Linked DNA regions of Mus musculus: all the other regions are linked to region 1. Evidence: chromatin contacts called from public HiChIP or PLAC-seq data. All regions are on one chromosome and are shown on one strand. Each heading gives the region's core, a stretch centred on a gene start, on an enhancer-like site or on the middle of the called end of the contact. The rest is flanking DNA. Distances are from core to core; before and after follow the strand shown. Region 1 has its middle 38 kb from the start of Gm34306. Region 2 has its middle 51 kb from the start of Gm34353. Region 3 has its middle 150 kb from the start of Gm34306.

Region 1 (5,074 bases), core at 1,754-4,253:
TTGGGAGTGTTAAAAAAGAAAAGAAATACAAGGGCATTTAGCTAGGGGTTCTTAAAGTTTTCTAAACTAGACAGAACCAGTATTAAACATAGCATGAGAAGTAACTTCTGACGAAAGGAAATGTTCCATATACCATTGTAACAGGAAAGTGTCAGCGCCTCAGTGTCATTAGAGAATGTCTATTAATTCAGACTTGTGCATGCCTGGTGTCCTCCCTAACTTCAGCATTTATAGTTTCCATGATTTTTGTGTAGATCACTGAAAAAGAAAAATGATGTTAGCCTACGATTGATTAGAAAGAGTATAGCCATTTTCAAATATCCTTAAAATCACAAACCTTCACATTCTGAAAGTGGCCAACCTGGTGGCCGTGCAGATATCCAAGTATTGCATCTAAAACCCACACAACTCCAGTGGATACCAATGTACCTTTTCCTGCAGAATAAGAATATTCCAGGCTATCAAGATGGCATGGTGGGTTAAAAACAGAACAAAACAAAACACCTTAATCCTAGAAATCTACTACATTATTGGAATCTAGAGGAACAGCAGCAAGGGAGCTGAGAACGGTAGGATTGTGGACCAGCACAGAGACACCCTAAATATTTACAGGAGAATCCTGAGTCTCTGAAGCCATTTCTAAGTCATTCTTTCCTAGTGAAGTTCCAGCCTTGAAAGATCAGAGGTTGGGACTGCTCTAGACTTCCTGGTGCAGACTTTATTTGCCTACTTGCTAATAAATGCCTGCATACATGGCAACATCTTCCTTTCTCCTTTGGTTTGTCATTGCACCTTAATGGATACAGTGACATCCCAGACCGCGGGCATAGACTCTGGGTTTCTAATTGTCAGGAGATATCAACATTTATCACATGAACCTTCCAACTATGAAAGGCAGTACTGATGCAAAGTTTTCAACATGACAAGTTTTTAATTAAATAACTGTGAAAGTAGATATAACAAAGATTGTGGGGTTTGTGGGAAAGTTTACTTTGGCTTTTGCTTTTTATTTAATTTTTCTATTTTTGGCATTTTAAAAACAGTTGTGAAAACTGTATGATTCTTTTGTTGTCCATTTTATTTCATTTATTATTTATTAATACATGTCTTTCCTTTTGACTACGAGAAGAGAAATCACTACTAATCCAAAATGACCACACAGCATGAGGAGGTGTGGACTATTGCTGTCACGCCATGGTACAAAACATGGGAATTATTTATTATTAAGTCCCTCCACCAATACAAAAAATTCTTTTTATAGTCTGGGAAGTTTTGAAAGTACTTATAAGAAGGACAAAGTGGTTGGTTTCCTGGTGTTCAATAAGTAATTGGGACAGTGACAGGAACTAAAGGAGATGTCTGAGGTGAACTGAGGCAGGCTTTGAGAACCTGAAGAACAAAATGGTGGAGCAGGCAGGTGTACAGACAGGCAGTCTTCTTCCAGAAGGACTTAGACCGGTGAGAAGGGAAAGGAAGAGTGAAAAGTCTCACTTGCCATTTTTAAAAAATATTTTTATTAGGTATTTTCCTCATTTACATTTCCAATGCTATCCCAAAAGTCCCCCATACCCTCCCCCACCCCCCTACCCACCCACTCCCACTTTTTGGCCATGGTGTTCCCCTGTACTGGGGCATATAAAGTTTGCAACTCCAACGGGCCTCTCTTTCCAGTGATGGCCGACTAGGCCATCTTTTGATACATGTGCAGCTAGAGTCAAGAGCTCCCGGGTACTGGTTAGTTCATAATGTTGTTCCACCTATAGGGTTGCAGATCCCTTTAGCTCCTTGGATACTTTCTCTAGCTCCTCCATTGGGAGCCCTGTGATCCATCCAATAGCTGACTGTGAGCATCCACTTCTGTGTTTGCTAGGCCCTTGCATAGTCTCACAAGAGACAGCTATATCTGGGTCCTTTCAGCAACATCTTGATAGTGTATGCAATGGTGTCAGCATTTGGAAGCTGATTATGGGATGGATCCCCTTGCTTACCATTTTTATTCAAGCTGAAATGGCAATTTGGCTAAGTTTCTGCTAGACTATAGCATCAAGAAAGGGGTCTCAAGGAGCAGCCAAGAAGGGAAAAAGAATGAGTATGCTTGCTCTTGTGTGTGTGCAAGTGCTCAAGTTAGGAGCTGACAGATTCAGATGTGTGAGATTAACCTAGTGGTAACACCTGTGCACCTTTAAGGAATTACCAACACACTAAACTTCTTACAGATGCATTGGGTGTATAGAAAATAATACAGGAAAATGTGTTGCATCGTTAAGGACTTTGCTTTAATCTTTAAGTCACTTCTTCACCATTCTTTTTTTTTTTTCCTCATACATTTCAAAGCAAACAACAAATGATTTTATATGTGGGTAAAATTTAGAGGTGCAACCACAGTATTATTGCTGGAGTATATTTGGTTTCAGTGTTTAACAGGAACTGACTCTATGTAAACGTTCAAATAACATAAAACAATATTAATACCAATAACAGCAGGTATAGGGTAATGTGCAAAACCAGAGAGCTTTTCCAAAGAATGAAATATGCAGAGAATGTCTATGAAACACCAAGAGGAAGCAAACAAAGACAGAAATGGGAGGAACACTGCAGTGATGGTTCAACCATTAGAGAATAGCCCCAACACACACACACACACACACACACACACACACACACACACACACACACGAGAGAGAGAGAGAGAGAGAGAGAGAGAGAGAGAGAGAGAGAGAGAGAGAGAGAGAGAGAGAGAGAGAGGCGGAAGTGGGAACTAAACAACCCCTGCTTCCAAATGCTATAGCAAGTGAGGACTGTTTAGCCACCACATCTTCAGGCATCATCACAGATAGGTCCAAACCTGAGCCCTGCCATCTGCCCCAAGTGTTTCTGCTTTTCCGGGCTGGGCTTGCTCCTTGGTCATCTGTGAATGGAATTCCAGAGATCATAGAAGTTTCCCGACAGTTTGCAATCACGGAAGTGTGTCAGCTCCCTGCAAATGAGAAGCGTTGTTACTCTACCGCTGTTATGATGGCAATGCTCTGTTGTATGCATGTGTATTCACGTCCAGTGCTGGTGTATAGCTAACCTTGACATAAACACGTCCATTCTAAGACTTTCAAGGTTCCATTCAATTACAAAATATGGCTTTGGTTGAGACATTTCTTTCGGGATCTTTTGAGAGTCGCTGGATTTTATGTCTGAGGAAATGGCTTTTAAGCATTATTTTAGAGGGACACGTGGAAATATGTGATCCATACAGCACTGAGAGGTCTTGCATGCAACAACCTTCTCTTCACAGTGGCCCTGGTAGCTCCTCCCCTTCTCCATTTCGTTCGTTCTCGGTCACCAATTTAGTACATGCACTGGCTTTCAAATGTTATCTGTGTAAATTCATCTTCCACAGCTGGACACTTTCAAGAGTTTTTGTTTCCTGTGTGGTGAAGCAGCTTTCCCCTAACGACTGTTTCCCATCAGTGCCCACAAGACCTACCTTCTTAACCACTGGTTCAACGGTTTCTTACCACTTCCACCTCTCCATAGAAGCTGCATTCAGGACGAGTCTCACAAATCTTTGTTCCCTAGGCTGTGAGACTGATAACGTCTCACAGGACTTGACCTTTGATGAACAATTTTCATCTGACCCTAAAAGTACAACTGTCAAATACTAGCAGATGACACCCCAAATAAAAACAAACCCTTGTCTGTTTCAAATTCCCTACAAGGTAGTGATCGGTGCCACTGCTCTGGGTAGTAGACGCCTTTGCATTTGTCTAATATCGAAGGATTTTTTTTTATTTACTTAAAATAAAAATGTTCCATGTTAATTATTACTCCAAGAACAAATTATTAATATCATACCCATGTTTCTTAAAAAGAAAGTATTCGAAAACAGTATTTAGAAATAATTTTAACCACTGATTTTTAAAACATGAAATTAACTTGGATCATTTTTCATAAATCAAGTAATTACTAAAGTTCAATATCAGTCTATATATAATATCTTGCCCTTGGCACTAATCTTGTTTTGTAATTTTTGCCTTTATGTCATCAATGTCTAGGTCATTTCCAAAAGATTTTATCTTAATAGTGTTAGAATAGAATTACTTCTGGATCAAAGTATATCCTGATTTCCAAATCTGCTATGCAGAGAATGACACTATCCAATATATCTTCATGCAAGCATGGATGCTGAAGCAAATGGAGAAGTATGACTGTCCCAAGAAGAGGTGGAAGCACAAGTTGGTGTTTATTACTGCCCTACCCACAGAGCATGAATATGCCACAGAAGGATAATTTTTCTCATCAACAGAGTCTCTCATACACAGCTGCCAATATGTCAGCATTTGTTTCCTCCTACATTCTTTCTGATGTAGTCAAGCAGATTTCTCCATCCCAAGTCTTCTCATAGACTTTGATTTGGCAATGCTGTGAACTCCCCCAGAGTGGTATCCAACTCTGGCCTCTAGAAGCACCTCCGATGCTATGAAGAGTTTTGGGATCTATTAATATGTAAAGTGAACCAATAATTAATGTCCCATAGGATTGTTTGTGTGGGGTGATATAATCACTGAATTATCTGTTTCTCAGTATCTACTACTCCTCTAAAAAAAAAAAAATGCCTCGATCTCTCGCTGAGAACTCTTCCTGTTCTGTCCCATAAAGTTCATGATATTCTTTCCAGTTCAGCCCCAGCAAAGACATATTTTCTCTGAATATTTGGCATTGTTACTCACCAGCAGTAAAACCTTTTACAGTATAATCAGATATATGGGGACAACTATAGAGCAATCATAATTTTTTTAAAGTGATATCGTTTCATAGCGTAGCTTGACCTTTGATAGGATTATCCCTTCTGCTGGAGTATACCAAACCAATTTGTTCCTCCTAAAGTCCTGTATATTCTTTGGTTCTAATCTAAATGGACTCTTGTCTCTGGGCTGAAATACTTAGTTCTTTCATCAGGACAAAATCACTCCCCTAAAAGTCCATAAAGACTCCTCACAAATATTTTGAAGTATGTCTTGTACTAGTGTCTAGTTGCTTCAGCTCATATATAAAGTAAAATACGCTAGTGTGATGGATATAT
Region 2 (5,074 bases), core at 1,112-3,611, 240 kb after region 1:
AGGAAACTCTAAAGCTAACCAACTGAGCCACAGGGCAGCACTTGTACAGACACAGAGATAGGGAGAGGTCCAAATGTTAGTGCCAATGGCAACAAAGCATCAAGGGAAAACTAAATTCCTTACAGCTGATTCAGGGTCTCCAGCACCCAGGACAGGACCACTCTGAAAAATGCAAGTCCTTATGTGAAAACCCAGGCTACTTTTGTATCATTATCCTGAAGCTGTGTGGAGAGAGACAAGGCTAATAATGAAATTGGGGAACTATCAGATCTCTGAGACAAGTCCACCTTTCTGGGGTGCATCCCTCCTCTGGCCCAAGGATGATAGTGTGAATCCTCAGTATAGCTAATGAAGACAAGAGGCTCTGTGATACAGCCTGTGTGGTTCTGTGATCTATAACTCAGAGGCCAAGGGCAAGCAGTAGTGAGTCTTAAGTCAATACAGGTCACAAGGACAGACTGGATTGATCCTGTTAGGATGCCTACAGACCACAAACACTTGACCAAAGTGGCAAAGAGGTCTTATTCCCTTGTAAGTCAGCTTTCCTCAAACGTGTTCATTTTGTGAGCACGAAGTAAATAAAAATAGCTCAAATGTCTTCTGGAGTCAAGGGCAAACTGAAGACCTGAGTCTTGCCTGAGGCTTCCAATTTGCATTGCCAGCCTGAAGGATCCTATGGCTTAAGAACTCTGCGGAGTCTGTGGAAATCAAAGCCTAGAAACACAGAGGTGCCCATCTCCCCTTGCTGGAAAGCTTCACCTTAAGGAATAGTTTGAGATCTCATGGGATAATTACCCTTAGAGGCGCAGAGTCACAAGGTAAGAGAAATTCACGTGAACAAAAAGCCAAGGTTAACTAGAATCTCCAGGCAAGTGTTTCATCGAGAAAATGAGCCTCACACATATTAAAGGGAGACTGCAAAGCACAGAGTAGCAAAATCAAGCAGGTTCCTTGAGGAGATGCTACCGCTGCCCTCCCTCTTACATAAGGGCAAAGAAACAGAGGCACATAGAAGATCAACCCCCAAAGTGGAGAGGCAGCAGCAAGGTCACAGAAGACCGGGATCGCAGTGCAAATGAACAGGGTGCCAGAGTGTTCTGCAGGGCTGAGTTAACGGAGCAAACACGAGCGTTGTTTTCAGTGTGGTATGTCCTCAACACTATTCTGGAGCTGTCACCAATTAATATTTTCTCACCTCATTTTCACTCATTTTTTGTTATTTTCTAAACTGTGGAGATATTTGAGCTGGAAAAAAGTCTAATGCTTGGATAGTTCTGAAAGGACTTGTCGGCCAGCCTGTTGAGGCAGAACTTCTGTTGGTCATCAGCCCAACAGAGTTAAACTGGGGGCTCCAGAGAGACAATAAACAACCCTAACACAGCATGAGACAGAACTGGGTTCTCCCCTGGAAGCAGTTATGGGGACACTCCCCCCTCCCCCCCAGAAGTCACACCATATTGGAAATTGTGGCACACAAAGAGACTTATGAACACTCGCTTCTCCAAAGCCTGCCTTGCCCTCGATTCTTATTTACTATTGTACTTTGACCCAAGTCACTCTCCTGCTTCTAAAACCACCCAGAGAGGACTCTCCATAGTCTTCCCTGTGCTCCACCTGCCATTCCATAGGTTCCTAAAGGTTTTGGCAAGGAAGGCTTGATAAAGTTTTAAAGTGTCAAGAGGCACATGACAAGAGACTGCTCTTGATGTAATCCTGAGACTGACAAATAAATGAGGTTGATATATATAACATTGCAAAATTTGTGTCAGAGAAGACGATCTAGTGTGGGAATCACACACACTGTCATGAACACATTTGCAAACACACTCACCGACATTCTTACGCACACCTGTGTTGACACACACACTCACACACATGCACACTCTTGCAGGCACACTCACACATAAACTTACACACTTCTAGTCACATACACTTACCCACACGTTTGTACTCACATACACAGAAGCACTCAGAACTCTTGCACACATACACACACTTGAACACATTTACACACACACACACACACACACACACACTTTGCAGGGAGGCTAGTATTGTATGTAATGACAGATAGGAGAGCTATGTGAGGAAACACTGGCCATAAGTGTCGCTCACTCTTGGGTGCCTCATGTCAGAGAGTGATCCAGCAGTAGGTTCCCATGAGACATAATTGGAAATGCCATGCTGGTCCTGTTTGGGAAGACTGTACAAAATTCAAGCTAAAGTGTTTCATCCCACAGGAATAATCTTAGTTTATTTTAGAGTGCCATTCCTGTCAGCAATATCAGTGACACAATATGCATGCACACCCGTAAAAAGCACCATACAAAGGAATACTTAGAAGCCCCACCCACCAGCAGAAGGAAACTATTGCAAAGGTTTTAGCGCACCCTGGTGGTCATTATGCTTTCTACATGGGGCGAGGAACAGCAAATATATCTGCGCAAAAAAAAAAAAAAAGTTTCATTACATGATTATCTCTGAGTATATTCGTACTATTCCGTGTCCTTTGAAATTAAGCTAGAAGCATAGACCAGTAGAATCAAATATTATTTCTAACATATTCATTCAGCCTTCAGTCAGCAGGAAATATATATTTCCAAAGTGTTCTTGACAAAAAGTCCAATCTTATTGTACTTATTGTGGACTTGAAAAGCTCCTTCCATAGAATTCATTTGAAAATTATTTGAAGTGATAATTTCATCTTGAAATTAAAAATGTGTTTTAAAGTATGTTAACATCTATTTAAATAACAAGACTCAAATCCAAATTTAAAAACTGAATAAGCATAATACTTTGTTTTGTTTACAGGTAACCCATGTACAGTAGGAAAAGTTTAAAATAATTATGCAATGTGCTCATCTTATATCTATGATCACATGCTAACAGGGCTGACGTTGTCTACTTGCTGTCTAGAATACTTATGCATAAACATTTATGCAACTTTATGTTTCATTAAAAAAAAACTTATTCTCAGAATGTGATAGAATAGCCAACATTTGTCATTATGTCCCAGATAATTGTTCTGCCTCCACCTAAGCTGAGATTGGAATCTTGCCTCCAGCTCAGTAACGACTCATTTCCTAGGGAAATTCAGAGATTTATTTTCTCCAACATTTTAGATTTTATAATTTAGTGAGGTCAGATTTGTTTAAAAATTTTTAACCATCTTCCAAGAACTCCTCTTCTCTCTCTCTAAAAAAAAATCCTCTATAGTCCCTGATGAAACCTGTGAGACAAGTATGTAAATAAACCCAGGGTCTCTGTGGTACATTTATCAGCCCTCAGCTGTGATCCCGGTGATCTTTAAGTGTCCTTTAATACAGGATTTTCAGAGATGAGATGATACTTTCATTTTTAATGAACACATCAGTGCTTCTTTTTGGGTTCATAATTCCAACTCAGGTATATATATATATATATACACACACGCGCGTGTGTGTACATATATGTATATGTACGTATATGTGTGTGTACATATACGTACATATATGTGTATATATCCATATATATGTATATGTACATATATGCATATATATACACACACCTGAGTTGGAATTATGAATATATATAATTTTTAAAATTAGATGTTTTTCTATTGAGATGGGATTAAAATATCTGCTGTACTGTGTGATGGGCTAGCTCAACATGAAAACTTTCCAATGTGCAAACTGGTTCTCTTCTTAATCCTACATTGAAGTCATTCTTTGCTTATCACCCCTTAGTTCTCACGTACTTAGAAGCTTTCTTCTATCAAAGTGAGTGATTATTGAAAATGGATGCTTCTCCTGGTTGGACAGAAGACTCCTTCTTGAAGTCTTATGCCTTATGCTAAGCTAAAAGTCCAGCAAAGCCTTTGGACTGAGCCTTATGAAAGCCTCCTAAGACTGGAACCACTGATATCATATGGATGAAAGGTGACAAGACTCTTAGGAGTTCCTTCCAAGGTCCCCCCTTTTGCCAGAATTCAAATTTCCACCATAGAAGAGGTGAGCAAGTACCTGTGATATGATCTCTTGGCAGGACAGCTTCCTGTAGTCACCTATGCTGTCCTGAGAAATTCTGATTCACTAAAGTAATCAGAATGTGCTGTTTGTGGTTTTAACTAGGATGTATAGATATTTCTTTTTATCTTTCCAGGGAAAGCCACACACACACAGATAATCTCACCCATAAAATGCAGCTTCTCATCAAATAAAATGTTAAAGGTCTCCTCAGTAATGAAGTCACTGAATGGGTTTCTTTGACCCGGTGAGCATTACATTTGTAGTAGGTGTTGTATTTTGACGGAACCATGTGATCATTTGGGTGGGGTGGAATCACTTAATGTGTAATTGCATGGAAGTTAATCAGATATTTGTTTTTGAACAAGTCCTAAAGGGTGGGGAAAAACCCAACTCCTAAGGCATTTTCTAAGGGGTCGTATTTTATTAGCTGACTTAAGATACTCATACCTCTTACCTTAAAGCTTGGTGTGTAACTCTTTTGTGTAAGGTCAGCACCTGTTGAAGGGGATTCAAATGATGGTAGAGCAGTTGCTTCCTTCAGGTGAAAGTCTTCAGTAGCATAGGCCACGGATGGACAGAGCTAACTATCCAGTCGCTTCATTGATCTTTCATTCAAGGTTTTCTCTGAATTCCCCTAACATCCAACTCGATTTCTCTTCTCCTGGTGCGAGGTTTTGTCATTTTCTAGGCCAGTGTCCCACAACCAAGTAATACTCAATACTCTATTCAATAGCGAGAGGTTAACGTACATCACAGAGTCCGATTTCTTCTTTGCATTTTTAAATAACCTTCAATAAAATATTCCCTAGCCTCGCCTGTGCTCACTGAAGTGTGGCCTCTGTGAAGGTGAGCCAGGAACAGAGGTTAAATCATGCAATGGAGGAACTATTAGAAGGGACCAATTGTACTGTAGGCACAAAGCAACAAAGGCAAAGAGGGGGGTATATGTGTGAAATTCAGTGTGAGCAGACTGTGTGAGAAGACAGGGAGAGTTGAGCACTGCTTGTAGTATGTTTGTTCATGGAGTTCTGTAAAACCCGTAGTTCAAAGGAGTTATGAGGAAGATT
Region 3 (5,074 bases), core at 1,727-4,226, 190 kb before region 1:
AAACAAGTCAATGGCCTTTCTCTACACAAAGAATAAACAGGCTGAGAAAGAAATTAGGGAAACAACACCCTTCTCAATAGTCACAAATAATATAAATTATCTCGGCGTGACTCTAACTAAGGAAGTGAAAGATCTGTATGATAAAAACTTCAAGTCTCTGAAGAAAGAAATTAAAGAAGATCTCAGAAGATGGAAAGATCTCCCATGCTCATGGATTGGCAGGATCAACATTGTAAAAATGGCTATCTTGCCAAAAGCAATCTACAGATTCAATGCAATCCCTATCAAAATTTCAACTCAATTCTTCAACGAATTAGAAGGAGCAATATGCAAATTCATCTGGAATAACAAAAAACCTAGGATAGCAAAAACTCTTCTCAAGGATAAAAGAACTTCTGGTGGAATCACCATGCCTGACCTAAAGCTTTACTACAGAGCAATTGTGATAAAAACTGCATGGTACTGGTATAGAGACAGAAAAGTATTCCAATGGAATAGAATTGAAGACCTAGAAATGAACCCACACACCTATGGTCATTTGATCTTCGACAAGGGAGCTAAAACCATCCAGGGGAAGAAAGACAGCATTTTCAACAATTGGTGCTGGCACAACTGGTTGTTATCATGTAGAAGAATGCGAATCGATCCATACTTATCTCCTTGTATTAAGGTCAAATCTAAGTGGATCAAGGAACTTCACATAAAACCAGAGACACTGAAACGTATAGAGGAGAAAGTGGGGAAAAGCCTTGAAGATATGGGCACAGGGGAAAAATTCCTGAACAGAACAGCAATGGCTTGTGCTATAAGATCGAGAATTGACAAATGGGACCTAATGGAACTCCACAGTTTCTGCAAGGCAAAAGACACCGTCAATAAGACAAAAAGACCACCAACAGATTGGGAAAGAATCTTTACCTATCCTAAATCAGATAGGGGACTAATATCCAACATACATAAAGAACTCAAGAAGGTGGACTTCAGAAAATCAAATAACCCCATTAAAAAATGGGGCTCAGAACTGAACAAAGAATTCTCACCTGAGGAATACCGAATGGCAGAGAAACACCTGAAAAAATGTTCAACATCCTTAATCATCAAGGAAATGCAAATCAAAACAACCATGGGATTCCACCTCACACCAGTCAGAATGGCTAAGATCAAAAATTCAGGTGACAGCAGATGCTGGCGAGGATGTGGAGAAAGAGGAACACTCCTCCATTGTTGGTGGGATTGCAGGCTTGTACAACCACTCTGGAAATCAGTCTGGCGGTTCCTCAGAAAATTGGACATAGTACTACCGGAGGATCCAGCAATACCTCTCCTGGGCATATATCCAGAAGATGCCCCAACGGGTAAGAAGGACACATGCTCCACTATGTTCATAGCAGCCTTATTTATAATAGCCAGAAGCTGGAAAGAACCTAGATGTCCCTCAACAGAGGAATGGATACAGAAAATGTGGTACATCTACACAATGGAGTACTACTCAGCTATTAAAAAGAATGAATTTATGAAATTCCTAGCCAAATGGATGGACCTGGAGGGCATCATCCTGAGTGAGGTAACACATTCACAAAGGAACTCACAATATGTACTCACTGATAAGTGGATATTAGCCCAAAACCTAGGATACCCAAGATATAAGATACAATTTGCTAAACACATGAAACTCAAGAAAAATGAAGACTGAAGTGTGGACACTATGCCCCTCCTTAGAAGTGGGAACAAAACACCCATGGAAGGAGTTACAGAGACAATATTTGGAGCTGAGATGAAAGGATAGACCATGTAGAGACTGCCATATCCAGGGATCCACCCCATAATCAGCATCCAAACGCTGACACCATTGCATACACTAGCAAGATTTTATCGAAAGGACCCAGATGTAGCTGTCTCTTTTGAGACTATGCCGGGACCTAGCAAACACAGAAGTGGATGCTCACAGTCAGCTAATGGATGGATCACAGGGCTCCCAATGGAGGAGCTAGAGAAAGTAGCCAAGGAGCTAAAGGGATCTGCAACCCTATAGGTGGAACAACATTATGAACTAACCAGTACCCCGGAGCTCTTGACTCTAGCTGCATATGTATCAAAAGATGGCCTAGTAGGCCATCACTGGAAAGAGAGGCCCATTGGACTTGCAAACTTTATATGCCCCAGTACAGGGGAACGCCAGGGCCAAAAAGGGGGAGTGGGTGGGTAGGGGAGTGGGGGTGGGTGGGTATGGGGGACTTTTGGTATAGCATTGGAAATGTAAATGAGCTAAATACCTAATAAAAAATGTAAAAAAAAAAAAGAAAAAAAAAAGCACCTCACAGGGGTGAACAGGCTAAATAATAAGAACTCTTCTGAGAAAACATGGTAATGTTTTTATGAGGTCAGATTCGGTAATATCCTGAAATGACAAAGAAAACAGAAACAATCAAAGAAAAACAGGTGGACCAGACTTGCTCAAAACACTTTTATGTAAAAAAGAACACTATCAAGGAAGTAGAAAAATAACTTATCAAATGGAGAAAATGTAGATATCATTCAATATCAAGGGATCAATATCTAGAGTATATGTATTTGTATATGTTTGTGTATGTGTGTGTGTAAATTAACAACAATAACAAATCCAATCAAAAGTGGACAAAGGTCTGAAGCAGATCTCATTGCCAAGAAGCCTTGGGAATGACCTGCGAAGCACTGGGAAGACCCCAACCTCACTCATGCTTATAAAAACACAAATGAAATTCACCGTGAATTAGCACTCCATACCCACGCAGAGGCTAGCACCCAAAGGTGGAAACCCGGGGCTGCTGACAAAGATGTGAACTGTCACTCTCTGTGTTGCTGGTAGCAATGTAGGGGAGCGCAGCTGTTGAGGGAAGCAGCTTGGCAGCTGCTCAAATGATTAAAAATAGAACTAATGTGTGATCCAGACATTCACTCCTAGGTAAAGTAAATGCCTAAAAGAGTTGAAAGAAAAGACTCAAACAGAATCCCACTCCCACGTGCAGGAGTATTACCAACCACAGCCAGTGGGAGAAGTAGCTCACTATATGTCAGCAGATGAACAAATGACAGTCACAGAGTGCTCTGTACACAGAGGTTTATACTTCAGCCTTATAAAAGTGTTGAAGTTTGTGTGTATGTGCATATGTGTATGGGGTGCATGTGTGTATATGTATGGGGTATGTATGTGTCTAGTAATGCATGTATATGAGGAGCATATGTGTGTGTATATGTGATATATGCATGTGTGAGTATATGTTTGGGGTGAATGTGTATATATGTGGTATAAGCACGTGTGCATGTGTGTGTGTGCGTGTGCATTGCACATTTGTGAGAGGAGGGTATACTTCTTTATGCATATATCAAGTAGGCCAGAGGAAGACATAGGGCACCTTATCCTATTGTTGAGGTTTGGTCTATTGCTATGTACTGTAATGCCGGATTCTGTATCCTAAGATCTAGTTGCCTCAAGACAAGTGAATTCTCACGTATACCAGCTTTTGTTGTGCAAACCTTGCTCCTTGATGTAAACTATTGGTTGAATAAAGATGCCTATAGCCTGTAGCTGGGCAGAAGAGGTAGATAGGGGGTGGGCTTTCATTCCCATTTGTGTCTGAGGCAGAGAGCACAAGAAGAGAGGAGAATTAAGGAAGAAGGCGCCATGAGGTAGGTGGATGGAGAGCATATGGCCATGAGGGACAGCCAGATGGAGTAGGAGCAGCCCAAGCAGAACATGGCAAGTAATATTGGGATCATAGGCAGGGGAGTAGACAAAATAGCATAGGGGGTTGATATCTACCCAGCTCTAATGCTTTAAGGTTTATTATAAAGACAAAGGTTTTGTGTCTTTTATTTGATAATGAAATGATCTAAGGTAGGTAGGATCTCCCCCCACCCAAATAATATTTGCCACGATATTGTATCACTCCCAATTGTATTTCTTTGGAACAGTTAACCCAGAATCTTCTGGCTTTGTTGTTGTTTTGGGTTTTGTTTTTTGTTCTTTGTTTTTTCCTTTTTTTTTTTTTTTTCTGGCTAAGCTGGCTGACCAGTAAGCTTCAGTGATTCTCCCGCCTCTACCTCCCAGGTAGCACTGGGGTTCTAGTCACATGTGCCTGTGCCTAGGTTTTTCACATGAGTGCTAGGCATGAAAACTTGGCTACCTATGCTAGTGTAACAAACACTCTTTTCCCCAGAGCCATCTCCCCAGCATCAGTGATTGATGCTCTAATACAAACCACTTGTTTGAACTTTGAAGGAATTATCTAGATGAAAAAAGACAGACACAAAAGGGCAAATGAACAACTCACAAGAGATAATGGAGATGCACCAATCTCAGAGTGACTAGGTAGCAGCCTCAAGTGAAGGGATAGAGAATTAATCCTGGGATATACAGAATTTCTATTTAAGACTATTTAATACATTCTGGGGATGCATAATGATAATAGTCACACAGTACTGTGAGATGTTCTTAACACCATTGAGTCATGGCTCTCTAGAGAAGAATAAACATGTATTAAAAGAGAATTTATTAGATTGGCTCACGTGCTGTAGTCTAAGTAGTCCAACAATAGCTGTATTCACACTGGAGAGAATGAGCACTCTGGAGCTGCCCAGTCCAGGAGCCTGAGGGACTTGACCTCTGAAGGTCTGGAGGATTGTCAAGAGTTGTGGGTCTTCAGTTTTGTTGAGGCCAAAAGAGCTGGCTTCCAAAATCAGTGAAAGACAGAAGCAGCAACAACAAGTTCACATTCTTTCCAGACAGGAACAAGGTGGGCCAGCATCCCCATTTCCCTCAGATCTTTGTACAGCCCAGCAGAGCCACTCACTCTGTGTTCCAAGAAATGCCCTCAGAGACCCACTCACAGTGCATGTCCTAGTCAATTTACCATCCTGTCAAGTTGACAACCGAGATCAAACACAAGGTGAGAGATATTCTACAAAACTAAAAAAAAAAAAAAAAAAAAAAAAAAGAAAAAATGTCAGTTATCCAGAAAGTGGAAGCTTGGGATAGAAAACATAACAGAAATTTCACACTGTATACCTGAGAAAATCCAGTCAGAATGGGTTCATA

Evidence for each region. HiChIP or PLAC-seq counts read pairs in DNA pulled down with a chosen protein or histone mark.
Region 2: a contact with region 1 is called in an H3K27ac HiChIP or PLAC-seq map of double positive thymocytes, with 2.6 times the contacts expected there. The contact joins two enhancer-like sites. A contact is called at or near these places in 1 of 15 datasets of contacts at CTCF or cohesin (pro-B cells), 11 of 484 Hi-C or Micro-C datasets (the HL-1 cell line, the HPC-7 cell line, the MNK3 cell line and 7 more) and 7 of 115 datasets of contacts at active chromatin or transcription factors (the 230-238 cell line, DN3 thymocytes, the HPC-7 cell line and 4 more).
Region 3: a contact with region 1 is called in a RAD21 HiChIP or PLAC-seq map of pro-B cells, with 4 times the contacts expected there. The contact joins two enhancer-like sites. A contact is called at or near these places in 1 of 15 datasets of contacts at CTCF or cohesin (pro-B cells) and 1 of 115 datasets of contacts at active chromatin or transcription factors (the SCID.adh cell line).

The regions. Positions count from the first base shown.
Region 1 is chr1:137,803,553-137,808,626 of GRCm38.p6, forward strand. No RefSeq gene overlaps it. Among named protein-coding and RNA genes, the nearest start is that of Gm34306, 38 kb to the left of the region's middle. Within about 2 kb of position 3,004, at least 83 of the 459 cell types and tissues checked have an H3K27ac peak or open chromatin away from gene starts, as enhancers often do. A contact at or near this core is called in the HPC-7 cell line, the SCID.adh cell line, T-cell acute lymphoblastic leukemia and 2 more, where this site is marked.
Region 2 is chr1:138,042,365-138,047,438 of GRCm38.p6, forward strand. No RefSeq gene overlaps it. Among named protein-coding and RNA genes, the nearest start is that of Gm34353, 51 kb to the left of the region's middle. Within about 2 kb of position 2,362, at least 18 of the 459 cell types and tissues checked have an H3K27ac peak or open chromatin away from gene starts, as enhancers often do. A contact at or near this core is called in the HPC-7 cell line, the SCID.adh cell line, T-cell acute lymphoblastic leukemia and 2 more, where this site is marked.
Region 3 is chr1:137,614,770-137,619,843 of GRCm38.p6, forward strand. No RefSeq gene overlaps it. Among named protein-coding and RNA genes, the nearest start is that of Gm34306, 150 kb to the right of the region's middle. Within about 2 kb of position 2,977, at least 25 of the 459 cell types and tissues checked have an H3K27ac peak or open chromatin away from gene starts, as enhancers often do. A contact at or near this core is called in the SCID.adh cell line and pro-B cells, where this site is marked.